Linked DNA regions of Columba livia: region 1 is linked to region 2. A link is a contact called in public Hi-C data. All regions are on one chromosome and are shown on one strand. Each heading gives the region's core, a stretch centred on a gene start, on an enhancer-like site or on the middle of the called end of the contact. The rest is flanking DNA. Distances are from core to core; before and after follow the strand shown.

Region 1 (2,876 bases), core at 353-2,852, 140 kb before region 2:
TAGGAACACCACAGCTCTGCTGAGGGATTAGAGGAGAACTTGGCCCTGACCTCAGGGATTGCTTCATTTACTGGATGGTGCCTGCTTTTGTGGAACAGTCCTAGCCATCCCCCAGGACTAATCACAGCCCTCTAGCCCACTGGAAAAACAAGGAGATCCGAAATGCACATTCAGGACTGAGAGGTCAGTTAAAAACCATCTCCTTTTGTTCTGGTGTTGTGGCTTATGTACAACACAATCATGTTAAAAAAGTAGTAGGTGTTTTGTCATCACTGGAGAGACTGGGAAAATGTAATACCCTGAGCAAAAGTGACTTAACTACATCAGAAAAGTCTGACTCAGTCTGTCAGAGCAGCTTAGTCTGTGAATTTTGACAAACCTGGGCTGGATGATCAGAAAAGCAAGTAAGGTGTGTTATATTATGGCTAATATTAATTACCTAAAAATTAAATTTAAGCCAGTGTATGATCAGAAAGAGTATTTTTCTTTCTAGTGTAATATGATGTTTCTTGTTCTTACACTGATGTGTTTAGTTAATGATAGAAGCTTTTCACTGTGTTTGCCACATAGGTGGGCAGCCCGTAAAATGATACCAAGATTCTGTAGTCACTACTTAACACTTACAAACTTAATTCCTCTGCCACTTGAAGTAAATTTAGTCTCAGATTTTTGTTCCGTGATAATTCTCGTGGGCTCCAAACTCAGTGCCTACCATCCTAACAATAATCCTTTATGTCTCTAGACTCTATCCATGTTCCTTGTTAACCTTCAGTCACAAAGTAATGAGATGCACGAGACATCATCAAGCTGGCCTAAGGGGTTACAAATTTGGATTATGGCCACATACTGTACTAATTGCTTCTAATAAAATACATATTTCAGGAGGGACATCATGATTTTAATCATTTATTCTGCATGTTGTTTCCTTTGGAGAGAAGAACAAGCAGGCACTAAACACATTGAGCATCAGCAATTCATGGCAGAAGCTAGAAAGAGCTCATTTAATATCAACCATCATTGTAAATACCAGAATTATGCATGTATCAAATCCCTGGGTCTGAACACTTTGGGAACAGCCAGAGAATCTTTGTTTTTTTAATGAGTCAAACCCAAATGATGTCTTTGAACATTCCTTAGATTCATAACAACTCAGATTTAATCCCATTTCAAGTGTTGTAGCTGGGATCTAGCTCAAGAAAAAGTCTTTGTTTCTATGCAAAGAAAAATACATTAAGAGGGGAATTTAAAGAATGTATTTCCCAAAAGCTGAGAGGGAAAACAGTCAAATGTAACTTTCACCTCTGTGGGGAAAGACTTTAATTATGATTTGGTGGCAGCTAATTGCAAAGGTGGTCCAGTGTACACAGAAAGCTGCAAGAACTTCCCAGCCCATTGAAATTAGTAGGAACTTGATGCTGATCTAAATAGCCTCCTACAGGGTGAGGGAAGAGGAGTGGAGGTTTCTTATTTCCCTGAACTCTAGCACACCCACAGCAGTGGGTTCAATGAGTTCCTCAAACCACTCAGGAATGCACTTCCTTCATAAGGGAGACCTTGATGGTGTTTAAATAGCTGTAAGTATTAATAGCAATAGCTGGTAGAGAGTGTGGAGACTTGGGAGCTCTAGGGAGCGATGCAGATTTGGTTCTGTTGGTCTTTGCAAACCTTCTTTCTTGTCACTTCAGTTTGCATTTCCTTTCAAGGATGATCTGATGTACCAAACAAAATGTGACTATCTAGGTAAAGGGAAACCTGCATTGGTACAAAGCATGCCTTGGGATGGAAAGTTGCATTTGTAACTCTGAGACTCGAATGTGTTCTTTTGATATTCTACTGGTAATGAGACACCAAGGAACCACCATTACCTGAGATAAACTGCTTCTGCCCTGGCAATCTAAGCTGCATTCCACTTGGTCTCTCTCTACCTGGCAGTGTTATCATGTTGGTTTAGATTTCTCTGGTGTGTGTGAGGGGAAAAGGGTAAGAATCCAGCAAGGCTTCCAGTGGCTTCTCTAACCCACCGATCAGAATAATGAAGATATCTCTAAGGATGCTCTTTGTGGATGGACGAATGGATGGACGGATAGATGGACGGATGGATGGATATTTGTGCTAAAACATTTGAACTTCAACTCTGTACAGACGAAAAAAAGGCCAAAGTATTTTACTTGGTTTTGTCAGACAAAACGAGAAGCAGATTAGTAAATTGGAGAAATGGGCCTTATGCAGTGAGAACTGACTGAAAAGGATTGCCTTAGGTAAACTGGTGACTCTTCAAATTGAGAAGCCTTCCTCTGTTTTTATGGTGTTTTCCACAGGGAGGTTAAAGCCAACATCTGCACATGAAGAAGAACATAAATTGAAAGAAATTGATGCATTGGAAATTATAGAAGGATGAGAGAGTTTGAAGTACAGACATAAAAGTGCAAGAAAAAGGGAAGAAAAAAGTGATAAAAACAAGGGGAACAGAGGTCATGAATCCTCAGTTTAAAGTGACCAGTATACCTAGAAAACAGTGTGACAAGAGGTAAATCACAACAAACTGAAAGTATAATGGATTAATTTAGTGCAGTTTTCAGATACTGACTTGTGCCAAATTTGCATGCTACATGAGTGTGTAGAATTAGCAAACACTAGTGTACCTAGGTTAGGAAAAGAAATATTTTTGAAAGCAAAATAGAAAACCTCATTGACATCCATTAGGTTTGGTAACATGATACTAACAAGAACACTGCACTGAGCTGTTATCTGGTTTGCTGTCTGATTTGCTCTCTAGATCACCATTTAAATCAATAGCTCTCACATTGATTTTTCCAGCACACTGTATTCCAGTAAAAAGAACAATGCTCTGGGATGAGTCAGCTATTTGGTCTGTC
Region 2 (2,832 bases), core at 160-2,659:
AATAACAGCTACAATAAAAATAAACCAAGAAAATAAATCAAACAAACAAAACCCCTAAGAAATATGTGTTTCTTCTGGGGGAAAAAAAAAAAAATCTGTTGAAATAATGAAGGAAAATTCCAGCCTTTTCTTCCTTAAAAAAAAATTAAAGAGCTTAAGTGGTATATGTTCTGATTTCTCCCATTTACAATCTGATGATGATCGTCTCTTTTTTTTCCTGCTGCTACATAATTCCCCCTGTCTGTCCCAGCTCCAAAGTCCACACATATAAAATCAGCCTTTGTGAAGCAGCAGGATGTGACAAGCAGCTCACTTATATCCACCAAGACCAAAGAAATATGAAGTTTGCATGTTAAAAAGCGTTTAAACATGTGTCCAAAACCAAAATTGATCCTACCATATGTTTTGAGGCTTTCGCCACATGGTACCACCAAGTAAGAACACATTTTCCTGACTAGGAAGGCAATTTTTCCACACCAGCTTAGTGCCTCTGTTGTTTTGGCAGGAGCACACTCATTGTGCTTCTTCACCTTCTTCAGTGTGTGCGTGTTCACTGCATTTTGTCAGCTAGAGCCTTGTTTTCCAGAGCCTGTAACCCGACCGCTTCCCAGGAAGCCCGTAATAGCAATCATGCTCTTGCTCATGCTTTTCATGTGTAAACCACAACATCTTTAGGTCTTTAATACTAATTAAGAAACCAAATAATAAATTAGATTTAAAGGGAAATCTTTTGGGAGGAAATAACAGATTCAATTTAATTACAATGACACATCTTGATTATTTTTTGTATTAGTACAAAGAATCTGCACTTAAACAAGTAATCTTTGTCCTAATAATTAAGATCATTTGTCCCTACAGGTTATTTCCTGCCGGGAACTGAGGCTGTTGCTGTGCAAAGGTGGAAGGAGGGCTGAGCTAGCCAGAGTGGGAGCAGAGAAACAGCTTCTCATCACAGCATCACCCATCCCGTGCAGGAACACATCTCCTTTGCAACAGCAAAACCTTGCCGCTGGTCACTCCGTGATCACCCGCAGTGCCTGCTTTAATGCTACCAGCATCTGTAAGGGCTCCCTGGGGGGAAAGACAGTGGGCATGCCAAATATCTGGGGTGTTGGGATAAAAACCTGAAGACTCTCAGAGCAAAGCAGCAGACCCAGATGTCGGCAAAGTTCCTCTTGTGTCCTACTGTTCCTCCAGCACCTCTGAACTTACAGATGAGCCTCACAGAAATGCTGGGAAAAGCCAAAAGCTCTGTTCCACTGCCCGCTGGCAGATCTGACCATTTCTTGCCTGTGAGACTGGAACAGTGGAACTGTGCGTGTTTCATCTCTCATCTTTACTCAGGCAAAGATCCCATGTGGGAGACGTGTATGAAAAAACACATAAAAACATTTGAGGTATTCCCATAAAGCCCACACTGGTATTCAAGAAGAGACCAGGCAGACCTCCAGCTATCCTGGCTCCTGCATGAAGAGGATGGACTCGACGACCTCTTGAGATTCCTTTCAGAACTTACCCTCTGTGCCTATGTTTATAATTACTGGACCATGCCCATATTTGCACTGTTTCACTAGAATGATGCGTACACATTTTGTAAGGAAATGTGCAGCACGAAGGCATTATTATTATTACTACTACTATTATACTAGTTATTATTATTAACTTAAGAACTGCTGAAAAATGGATCACGGTCCATCAGGAATTGAATAATGGGGTATTTTTTAGTCAGGGACTTTGATGGCCCAAACAGTATCTGCAAATGAAGGAGAAGAACAAAACAGTGACAGCAGAGAAACAGCTGCAGAAAATATAAACCTATTAGCTGCAGCACCACCGTGTGTCAGCCCTGAAAATACCACATAGTAGGAAAACACCAAATTTATACGGGAACTGCAAGAGTAAACATTAAATATATATATATATACACATATATATATATATTGGGCAACTAAATAAGAACAGTTTAATTTTAAAACTTTTTAAAATCTGTGTCATGACTTGAACATGTTATCCTTCTTCCAAGTATCAAGACATGTTACGTTATGTCAAGGTAATACTAGCACTTCCAGAAAATAAAATAAATTTCCAATCAATAAGGGAATACTTTAAATAGGAATTTAGATTTAAAACTTCTCAACATTTTGAATGGGTTCGTATTTGCTAACTAATATGCACAAGTGTGACGGATGCACTCGAACCCCCTGCCCAGACAAACCAGCAGCAGTTTGGTCCAGGCTACAGAGGAGGTAAAGGACTGAGCCTCACCCAGGCCAAGAGCTCCTTTCAGTAGACCCACAGGGAAGCAGAACAGCACACTGAACACCGGTGGCTTGTGGGTGCAGGGAGTCTCGTGCAGACCTTTCCCACTGTATGCAATTTGGCTACAAGTCAACCACTTCATTCTACAAATATGACAGCCTAGATGAGCCCTGGATGAGTTCTCCCTGCTAAATAAGTGAGCTGTGTGGCAATGGTTTTACTACTCACAGGTCAGTGGATGAGCCCAATTCAAGTTCAATATTAGTCATTTAACTTAAGTAGATGCATACTGAATGTAATTGATTATTTAGAGATATAAGGCTGTATGATTTTAACATACTCTTTGATTCATGTTACTTGGTAGACTAGATTTGCTAAAATTTTAAGCTTGTATTTACCAAAAGCAACTGCACACTACACTAAATGCCTGCAATATAAAGTCTAGCAGGCATTTTGCTGGGAAAAATGGAACTGACTGGGAAAACAATGACCAAAGGCTAATGCAGAGACATTACAGACATTTGCAAAATGAGGCCTATTTTGCACTTCAGTGAGAAGAAAGGATTTATCCAG

What was found. A called contact is a pair of places that touch in the nucleus more often than the background predicts.
Region 1: a contact with region 2 is called in a Hi-C map of liver, with 7 times the contacts expected there. The contact joins two enhancer-like sites. A contact is called at or near these places in 2 of 2 Hi-C or Micro-C datasets (crop and liver).

The regions. Positions count from the first base shown.
Region 1 is chr7:25,883,682-25,886,557 of bColLiv1.pat.W.v2, reverse strand. The region is part of intron 4 of PPP1R1C (protein phosphatase 1 regulatory inhibitor subunit 1C); the gene reads right to left. Among named protein-coding and RNA genes, the nearest start is that of PPP1R1C, 38 kb to the right of the region's middle. Within about 2 kb of position 1,602, at least 1 of the 3 cell types and tissues checked has an H3K27ac peak away from gene starts, as active enhancers do.
Region 2 is chr7:25,747,213-25,750,044 of bColLiv1.pat.W.v2, reverse strand. No RefSeq gene overlaps it. Among named protein-coding and RNA genes, the nearest start is that of NEUROD1, 16 kb to the right of the region's middle. Within about 2 kb of position 1,409, at least 1 of the 3 cell types and tissues checked has an H3K27ac peak away from gene starts, as active enhancers do.